Regions from separate parts of the Aedes albopictus genome. Here region 1 is linked to region 2. The links are chromatin contacts, called in public Hi-C maps. All regions are on one chromosome and are shown on one strand. Each heading gives the region's core, a stretch centred on a gene start, on an enhancer-like site or on the middle of the called end of the contact. The rest is flanking DNA. Distances are from core to core; before and after follow the strand shown.

What was found. Hi-C and Micro-C count contacts between places; a contact is called where the count stands out from the background.
Region 1: a Hi-C map of whole pupa shows a contact between it and region 2, with 3 times the contacts expected there. The contact joins the promoter of LOC109403729 here to the promoter of LOC109403735 in region 2. A contact is called at or near these places in 2 of 3 Hi-C or Micro-C datasets (embryo and whole pupa).

Annotation. Positions count from the first base shown.
Region 1 is chr3:176,245,964-176,250,627 of AalbF5, forward strand. LOC109403729 (T-complex protein 1 subunit eta) reads right to left here and starts at 1,561. Exons shown (of 5, transcript XM_062843057.1): 1 at 1,403-1,561; 2 at 327-425. The coding sequence starts at 1,405.
Region 2 is chr3:176,112,012-176,116,987 of AalbF5, forward strand. LOC109403735 (beta-catenin-like protein 1) reads left to right here and starts at 3,275. Exons shown (of 4, transcript XM_019676604.3): 1 at 3,275-3,433; 2 at 3,498-4,385; 3 at 4,505-4,976. The coding sequence starts at 3,404. It overlaps LOC134284284 (a long non-coding RNA gene), which reads right to left and starts at 3,252. Exons shown (of 2, transcript XR_009995730.1): 1 at 2,599-3,252; 2 at 2,156-2,534.

The DNA of each region.
Region 1 (4,664 bases), core at 311-2,810, 130 kb after region 2:
ATGCAGCGGAAGTCAATGAAGTTACTTCCGACAGCAACTTAGTGCTAACAATAATAAAATTAAAGTAAGAATTAGCTTCTAAATTCCCCATCGTTTTATATCAAAACATATGTAGAGCGCCGAACTATTTGGTCGGGAGCCACGGCACATTTAGAGCCAGTAAATTGGCATAAAACGTATCTAGTTATAAGCGGAAAGGGCATAAAATAGGACCCTTTTCCTGCCCAAATGGTACCGCACCCAATTACGGGTAGTGTCCTAAGTAAATCACTATATACTTGGGTATATATACAACAATGATATATTAATTCACGAAAGGTACTTACAGCATCTACGATCGATTGGCAGGCGTTGATGTTGGATATCAGCTGAGGCTTTCCCTGAGAGGTGTCAGTGCCTTCCTTCAACAGAACAATTTGTGGTTGCTAAAAAGTATAGAAACGGAAATTAAAATCATTGACAACCACGAAGTTGCCGGTTTAAAAAGCACCAGCGGTGAATCATTTTTTTTTTTTTTTTTGCGTAAAATACATGAAGTTGTGGTGTAGTAGTGTAGGTGCGCCCACACCATTTCAATTTTTCCGGAATATTCTGTTTAGAAATATTGAAAAGCGAGAATTTTGGTACTCTGATTCACAATTCTGAGATATAAACACAATTTTTTTTATTATATGAAAACAATTCGTAACGCAAGGAGAAATTTATAATAGGGTATTTTAGCCAATAGTGGACCCCTTACCTATAGTGGACCCCCTTATATGTTTCCTAATTTTACTGCTTAAATCTGTTTTTACCGGTGAACTTCCACCGGGAGACAATGGATCATGTTCCTAGCCAGTAGTTACAAGTGGTGGAGCTACGCTGGAAAGCAATAATTTGATTTTTTGAACAAATTTGTAAATGTAAACAAATCTGGGGGACCACTATTGGTTAAATCCAAGGGGGTCCACTATTGTCTCCGTTTTAACATGGTAAGAGAATACGATTTATCCTATAGTGGACCCCAACAATCCTATAGTGGACCCCGGGGGGACCACTATAGGATAATTTGAGCCAGATTTGAAATGATTATTTTATGGGAAATATAGGGTGGTTTGGTAAGGTTTTTGTGTGCAATGTGCAGGAAAGACATAGAACTTGCTGTGCAAACGTTGACAGGGGCAATTTAATTGGAATATCATACTGTTTTAATGATCAGAACAATTTTCAGCTACTAAGGGGTCCACTATTGGTTAAAATACCCTACAAAATTAATTTGAAGAAACATTTGGTCACACAGCGGAACAACGGGAACGACGGACAGCATGTTTCCGTGTGAACACTATTCGCATATTTTTCACTTGCAAAATCGAACAGAATTCAAAATATTTTTGGGAAATCTTGCAATAATTAGAAAACCTACCATTTTGTGATTAGTTTCTGAGTAAATTCACTTGTTTTAAGCAATATTCTAACTGTTTAGCAGCGAATTACAGATTTTACAAAATGCTGATGCTAGAAGCACACATGAACGAAAAGACCGACGAGCGACTTTGACAGCTGGAAAATATCGACGAAAATATCGAAAATTTAAATGTCAAAACATTCACTATACACGCAAAACCAAAACTACCTATTTTGAGTGATTTACATTACCCAAAAGTGGATGTACACAAAAAATTCAAAAGACCTATTTTTTTCTGTCCATTTTACCCAAAATTGATTATATCGAACACGCTCGTTGAAAACTACTCTACACGCTCGCGTCAGAATACCCATTTTTTCATTGCTATCTCTGTCGCTCTTCAAGAGGCCCCATTTAAAAATACCCATTTTCAAGTTGGGCGGCCCAACTTGAAAATGGGTACAGTCTGGATTCGCTGGTTGGGTCACGACTGCGCCCCGATTAGCGAATCGTGTTCGTTCGTTTGGGGCAACTGACAACTGATCAAAATGCTCTAGACACACGCAAGTGACGAGAAATATGTCAAAAACACTCACGTACTTGCGCAAACGTTCTGTATACAGGAGCTGTGATGCGACGGCGGTCAGACGTCAAACTCGTTTTGAGATTTATTTTGACATTGACAGTGCTTTTTTCTTGGGTTTTGCCCCAACCAATGAACATTCAACCACAGACAAACAGACGTAACACTTGCGAAATTTCCATCGACCATGCTTTTAACGATCATTTTAAAGTTGTATAGTTGTAGCACAGAGAAACAGACGTAACACTTAGAACAAGTTTCATTAAAAAAACATCGTCACGAAAACGTAATCGCCCAATGCTAAACGTACTGTGTTTGGCCGGACCGCCACTAGATGGCGGTAGTGAGCAAACGTCAAACAGAAGCAAAAACGATACTTGGCCATAATAACCAGCATAGAAAATCCGAACACGGAGCAATTATGATTTTGACTTACCCAGTACAAATACGTTCCATAATCACTAAATCACCTATCGCACCATTTACTTTGTACACTGCTTCTGTTTTTCTTCCCCCACTGCATAAAATCTGGTTGCCGATTCCATACCAGCATCAACTGTCGACTTCGCCTCCTTCATTTTGGATCATAATTTCCAGCTCAATTTTTAATTATTCACTGTTGCATTATGTTCATGGTAAATTTCGTAATGAATAATGAAACTTTCCGGCCCTCGTTCCGGCCGAAGTTCCGAACACTTTTTGGAAACTTTCCCCCACATTATTATGTTTCCAGTTCAAAACCGAATTAGCGACATTTTTTCTTTGACTTCCGCTGCTTTTGCCTTGCGTTAAACACAATGTCGGAAGTGGGGCGCTGTGCACCAGGTGTACAATACAGCGCCCCACTTCCGACATTGTGTTTTTGTGTTGGCAAAAGCAGCGGAAGTCGAAGAAAAAATGTCGCTAATTCGGTTTTGAACTGGAAGCATACCCGCATAATCACAAACTGTAAATGCAATGTTTCTGATACTGTAGATGACCATTAGCAATTGTCATTTAACCATTTCTCAAACTATTGGAGATAACAGTAAGCTAACCATTCCAGGTACAGATTTGCTAGTTTGACAAATGGTTATCCGCCAATTTACAGAATATGGAATAGGCGGTTAAGATTGGATACCATAAAAAATCGCTCGTTTTCCCGAACAAATTTTTCGCAATACAGTAAAGAATACGGTCAATATATTATCCAGTTTTTCAGACAATTCACTGCATAGAAAATGGTTAGAGAGCAGTTTTACAATAAATTTGGAAGAAAAACGAACACTGTATGTGTTATTATTGATTTATGGTTTTCCATGGTTTTTTAAGCTTTTGATATACAGGTCTTGTGCATTTGAACCGTTTAAAAATAAAAAGGCTGTTGTGCGTTCACCGAATATTTTTCTTTATTCAATTAATATTTATCATTATATGGATGGAAAAGATGGTTTACCTTACGAGGAGGTCTTACGCCTCCCATCATATCGAGTAGCGCAACCTGCATTGAAGGAGAAGCATCTCGGGCCATTCCGAGGGCTGCTGAAATTCCTCGATTCGCGGGGTTACCCATCGTATACCCGGTAGCGGCGATTAAAACTTCCTGCGGTGGGAGCAGATTTCTAATCGCAAGATCTTGTAACCTGCTGGTACGTCTGCAGCACATTTTGAGTGATGTCCTCCAGCCGACGTGTGGCATTTTCCTTCGAGGACGTAAGCTGTAACGGAGTACGAGAGTATTTCAGTAAGACGAACTTCAACAGTTTCAAAACTAACTTACCTTGTGATCCAGTTTATCGCTCCGACAAATCTTCACGCTTTCACGAAGATTCCTTCTAACTTGGAGCTGATTAGGCCAAATTTTGAAGATATTATTTTCTTTAAACTAGTCGCCTGCTGCTGCTTGATAAGAAAGAAGTGCGGTTTGTTGTCAATTATGCTATGCCGCTCACTACTACTAATGAGCGTTACAATTTGCCAAACTGTTGAGCAAATGTTGTGCACAGTGAAACATGCAGGTGTGAGTGCGTTGCTCAAATATGAAAGCTAACCATATGTTATGAGGTGAGTTTATGCGACTTTTATTCCCATATAATTTAACAGCGCATGTATACTATGCCATACTGTTACTGTTTGATATACTTGATTCAAATTAGTATTTATGGTACGAAATTTTCGGATTCATATGTTTAAACACGAACTCGCCTATTTGACATAGAGTAACATTACCAGTTAGAGGGAATTTACTGTTTGGAAGGCATGGCAAACTGTATTTTACTATGCGGGTAATACCACAAACATAACAATCATGTCTTTTATAGTACATAACTTGTAAGAATTTGGATAAGATATTCGAAATCAGCGACGCCAATTTTAGTAAGTAAGGGTATTTTCAACACAAATAAACATTGATCACTGACCTGATCAATGTTACCCCAAATCAACAAAATCAAAAATTCAAATAAAAAGCCTATTTAAACATGTTTTAAAGTTTTAAAATACTTTTTCGAGTAGCTTAACACATACTCAGAGGGCCAGTACTTGTTTTAAAAATATAAAACATACAACATTTGTTTTAACAAGAGAATTATTCAAAAAAGATCGACAATTCTGATCAATGTTACCCCGGATTACGGTACCTTTGTTTTGATGGTTAAATAAATAAAACAGTTTTAATTTTTGTGGATAGAATGACAGTTCAATCGATAAAATGACAGT
Region 2 (4,976 bases), core at 2,025-4,524:
GAGCGACCGGTGAGAGGCTTCCTTCAGGCAGTGCAGCCAGATTTGTGGAATGGTCTAGAATGTTTTATTCGAGAATCTAATAGAACGTTCTAGATGCACTCCTGGGTGCTATATAAGGAGAGCTCCACCACCGAACAGCGAAATAGTATCATCTGACCCGGCTAACGGTCAAGTAGTGAGAAGTGTAATCGAAGTGTACAAGCGTTCGCGTGGCTTCGACAACGCGAAGTAGAAGTGTATAAGCGTTTGCGTGGCTTCAACAACGCAAAGTTAGAAGGAAATAAAGTGCTTTAGTGTAAAGTACTTGCTGTGAGTTTTCTTTCTTGCGAGGAAGAAAATCCCCGTTTGAGGCACTGCGGAGCCCCAAACATTTTGGTCCTTCGAGCCGGATCAACGGAGGATTTCTGGTACCCCAGGTCTTGCGAGACTCCATCCCGCCAGGAATCCAAGAGCTACCCGTTTGAGGCATTGCGGTGCCTCAACAGGGCGCATTATACCCTTTTACCCTATTGAAGTTTCTTGTGAAACGGTTCTCTTAATACTAAAAGCTAAACATAAACAAATCACAACATACACTCGGATGTGTCTTCATTCGCTAATGGCAGTGCTGCCAGTTTATCTAAATGTAAGGCGATCACTGCACACTCAACAATATGTAACTGTCCAGTTTTTGCGCAATTGCGTTTCCGAGTGCTCGGGAAACACTTATTAAGTGAAACTGACTTCAGAAACCTGAATCTTCAGGACGTTCTGTTGTTCTTGACCCGCTGTGGTAAAGAGCTATAGGCTCTCTTTACGCTTTATGCATTCTCACAGTGCCCTTCTCAGGGCGCTGTTCGAACCCATTGTGGCACGCTTATGCGTTATTACAGTGTCCTTTTCAGGACGCTATGTGAACCCATTGTGGTACGCTTTTGCGAGTATGACGATCCTATTCCCTTACCTGTCCTTTCCCATGTCCTATCCTTTTTCCTTCCCTTCTCCGTCAGGTAAATGATGAATAGGCTCGTGTTCATGGCGATGGCACAAATTTCCCAAATGGAGGAGAACGTGCCTCTAGAGCCGACCTACTGATACCTGATACCATTTGAACCGTCATTTCTTCGCAACTGCTTACTGCGATCAATAAAAACCGGTTTCTTGAGCGATTCATGCAAGGAATTTCCCATGCATCAAGATAGGCTGAATTACTTCTGATCTGCAAACAGCCCTATAATGATAAACTAATTGAAATAAATAAATTTTCATGAACAAAAAAAGTTTTTGTTTTTTTTTACAGAACATCAATAAAATTAGAAAAAAGAAAAATAAACAAAATTCAGGCTAGTAGAAATCTGCTAGACAGCTACTCGATTTCTAATACCCATGTCGAGTACTATTATTATATTTTATTAAAGACACTTTACCAAAAAAAAGTTGGCATTCGTGTCCAATGTCTAGTACATATCTATATGATATATATGATATTAATTGTTTTCGCCCGATTTGAAGTAGACACAACAAATGTTGCACTGGAAGGAGATTTCTAGAAGACTGGTATTCGATATCTGCTTAAATATCTACTAGATATTTTGGTTTGTCTACCTACTAGATTTCTAGTTGAAATTTTTGAGCGGGTATCTATAATTTTGAAAACATTTTAATGGTGGTCATTGATTGATGCACCAAGCGGTAAGAAGAGAGTTTTGATGGTTTTGACATCCAAGCGGTGTGCCGTTTACATCCATCGACCAATCAGCGACGAGGATCTAATCGACGACACACCGCTTGGATGTCAAAACTTCTTCTTTTCGCTTGGTGCATCAATCAATTACCGCAAGCCGTCTTTCAGTGTACACGAAATGGGTACACTGAAAAAACTGGCATGGTAACGCCGACCAAATCGAGGTTGAAATTAAAACATTTTTACCACTTGATTTTGGTAGACCATAATTTATTTTTGAAACTACCATGTGCTGGGTTCAATTTACCATGTTGCTTTTTATTTATATTTTATGGTAGCTTTGAACCTCTCTACATAGTTCATTTTACTATGTGCGAGAGAATCGGTATAGTACGGTTAACTATGGCATTTTGGTTCTACTTACAATGTATGTGGTGGAATAGTAGTGTCGTCTTTGTTGTTTACATTCAAAAAAGTGCAAAAAAAAAACAATTAAATGTATTGCTGTCTATTTAGATAAATAAATTAACACAATTGTTTCTTGATTAAATAAATAAATATCCTAAACTTGTGCGATTCCATCCTGGCGGCTTGATTTGGTGAAAGATGGTTCGGTTGAATGTTCTGGGGAATGTCCATTTGCATTAAAACGACGTCGTTTGGGAATTTTAGCTGCTGATGGAGGAATTGGTCAGCTTCATGCTTGGTTCAGGGGTTCGGGTGGCGCGAACTGATGAACCTGCGTAGAAGGAACTCAAGTAGAAGTGAACATTACGCCGAAGTCCATCCGCGGTGCATTTGGAACAATTGAACATACATACAAAGGGGGTTCCGGAGGTGGATCCTATGGAATCGAGCTGTTTTATGAAACCTGTTGATGATTGAAAATGTAGTGAGGGATGTAGCAGAATTTCCAGAAAAACAACTTGACTAACTTTCCGTCCCCCTCTTCTGCACGTTCTCATCCTTCTTCTCCTTGGAACCAAGCCAGAGCATCTCTTTGATGTCCGTCTCGGAAAGGCAAAGGTGGCGAAGAAGCCTAAGGATTGTCTTTCGGAATTCCTGAAGGCTTTGAATCCGGTAACCTACTAGGTCGAGTTACTGCGGTTCCTGGCAGATATAGATTGACTTTGTTATTGAACGCTAAGAACATGAATCGATGAAAATACTCACCAGTAATTTACCAAACAAGCTACGTCTGCATTACAAACTACGTCGCAAACAATTTATTGAACAAAAATGTCTGCGGAAATCGTTAAGAATTAGAAAAACTTTCGGAGACGGTAAAACTAAACATGAGAATATTACTAGAAAACATGACCATGGTTCTGAGAATCACGAACATCATTATAAGGATAACCACGTTTGATGGTATTGATTACTATGCGCATGATTTTCAAGGCATGGTAATTGCAAGTAAAACATAGTAATCATCACTGAAAATATGTTCATCATAACTATTTTTAGGCATGGTAATATTGAACATGGTTGAATTATTAATTTTACTATAATTTTTTTCTCAGTGTACTTTTCACCCATTAATGAGTATTTCCGATCAAGCGTGTTTTGCCGGTGAGGAGTAGTTTCTGTGTGCCATGGGATGTATTAAAAATAATGTGTAGTTTTCCGGGTTGCCTGTCTGTTTGCCTAATGTCAAAACAATTTTGTTTACATCCTTCGTTGTGCGTGCTGTGCAGTTCGATTAAGATAAAAAAGTATTTTTTCACGATTTCCTAAATCATGGATATAGGAGAGCTTCTTTCATTTAAAGTAATTAGAAAATACTGAGTGCTATAGTTGAAAACCTATCATGAAAATCCCTCTATACTTTCAGCCAGAGCAAACACCGAAGCGACCGTCCGATTTTGATGAAGATGACGACGAAGATTCATCGGATCCTAGACCGGTCGCCAGAGCAGAACCGCCACCAAAAGTGAGACGAGATGGCGCAGCATCAAATGTACGGGCAGCAAATCCGCAAGTGGCCCAAAAAGAACCCCAAATCAGTGAGCAAGAACGGCTTGACATTCTCAAGTACGTTGAATCGGAGGAAGCCGAAGGGGAAGTATTGGACGAGGCCAGCCTGAAAAAGATTCTGCTGCTGTTCGAAAAACGAGTGCTGAAAAATCAAGAGATGCGAATTAAGTTTCCCGAAAACCCGGAAAAATTTATGGAAAGTGAAATCGAGTTGAATGATGTGCTGCAAGAGCTTCATTCGGTGGCCACGGTTCCGGACTTGTATCCACTGCTAGTCGAATTGAATGGCGTTTCTAGCTTATTGGAACTGTTATCACACCAGAACACAGACATAAGTGTCGCAGTTGTTGATTTGATCCAAGAATTAACGGATGTCGATATTTTACACGAAAGTCTGGATGGTGCCGAAACCCTTATCGAGGCATTGAGGAATCAGCAGGCTGCCGGTCTACTGGTTCAAAACTTGGAAAGATTGGATGAGACAGTTAAAGAGGAAGCAGATGGTGTGCATAACACGTTGGCCATTTTTGAGAATTTGATGGAGATCAAATCTGAAATCGCCAAGGAAATAGCCGAACAGGGTTTGATGCAGTGGATCTTGAAACGGCTGCGAATGAAGATGCCGTTCGATGCCAACAAGCTCTATTGCAGCGAAATCTTATCTATTCTACTACAGGATACCAACGAAAACAGAATTCTGCTGGGCAATTTGGATGGAATTGATGTTCTTCTACAGCAATTGGCAGTAAGTATGAGTATAAAAATGAATCAGTTGATGACTTTTTTTGATCGCTTTCGCTTTATCTTATTTTAAGATACGTAGCTCCGTAACATTAAACAATAATAGCAAAACCGTTTTTTTAGGCCTACAAAAGACATGATCCGTCTTCTACTGAAGAACAAGAGTTCATGGAAAATCTGTTCAACAGTCTATGCTCCGCCCTGATGGCATCCGAAAACCGTGACAAATTTCTTAAAGGCGAAGGACTTCAATTGATGAACCTGATGCTGCGTGAAAAGAAGCTCTCGCGTAACGGATCGCTCAAAGTGCTTGATCATGCCATGTCCGGACCAGATGGTCGCGACAATTGCAACAAGTTCGTAGACATCCTTGGCTTGCGAACTATTTTCCCACTCTTCATGAAGACGCCAAAACGCAATAAGAAACGACTTTTGAGCACTGACGAACACGAAGAACACGTGGTGTCTATTGTAGCATCAATGTTACGCAATTGCAAAGGCGGACAAAGACAGCGGATGCTGACAAAATTCACCGAAAACAATTTCGAAAAGGTTGAAAGGCTGATGGAACTTCATTTCAAGTACCTGGATAAGG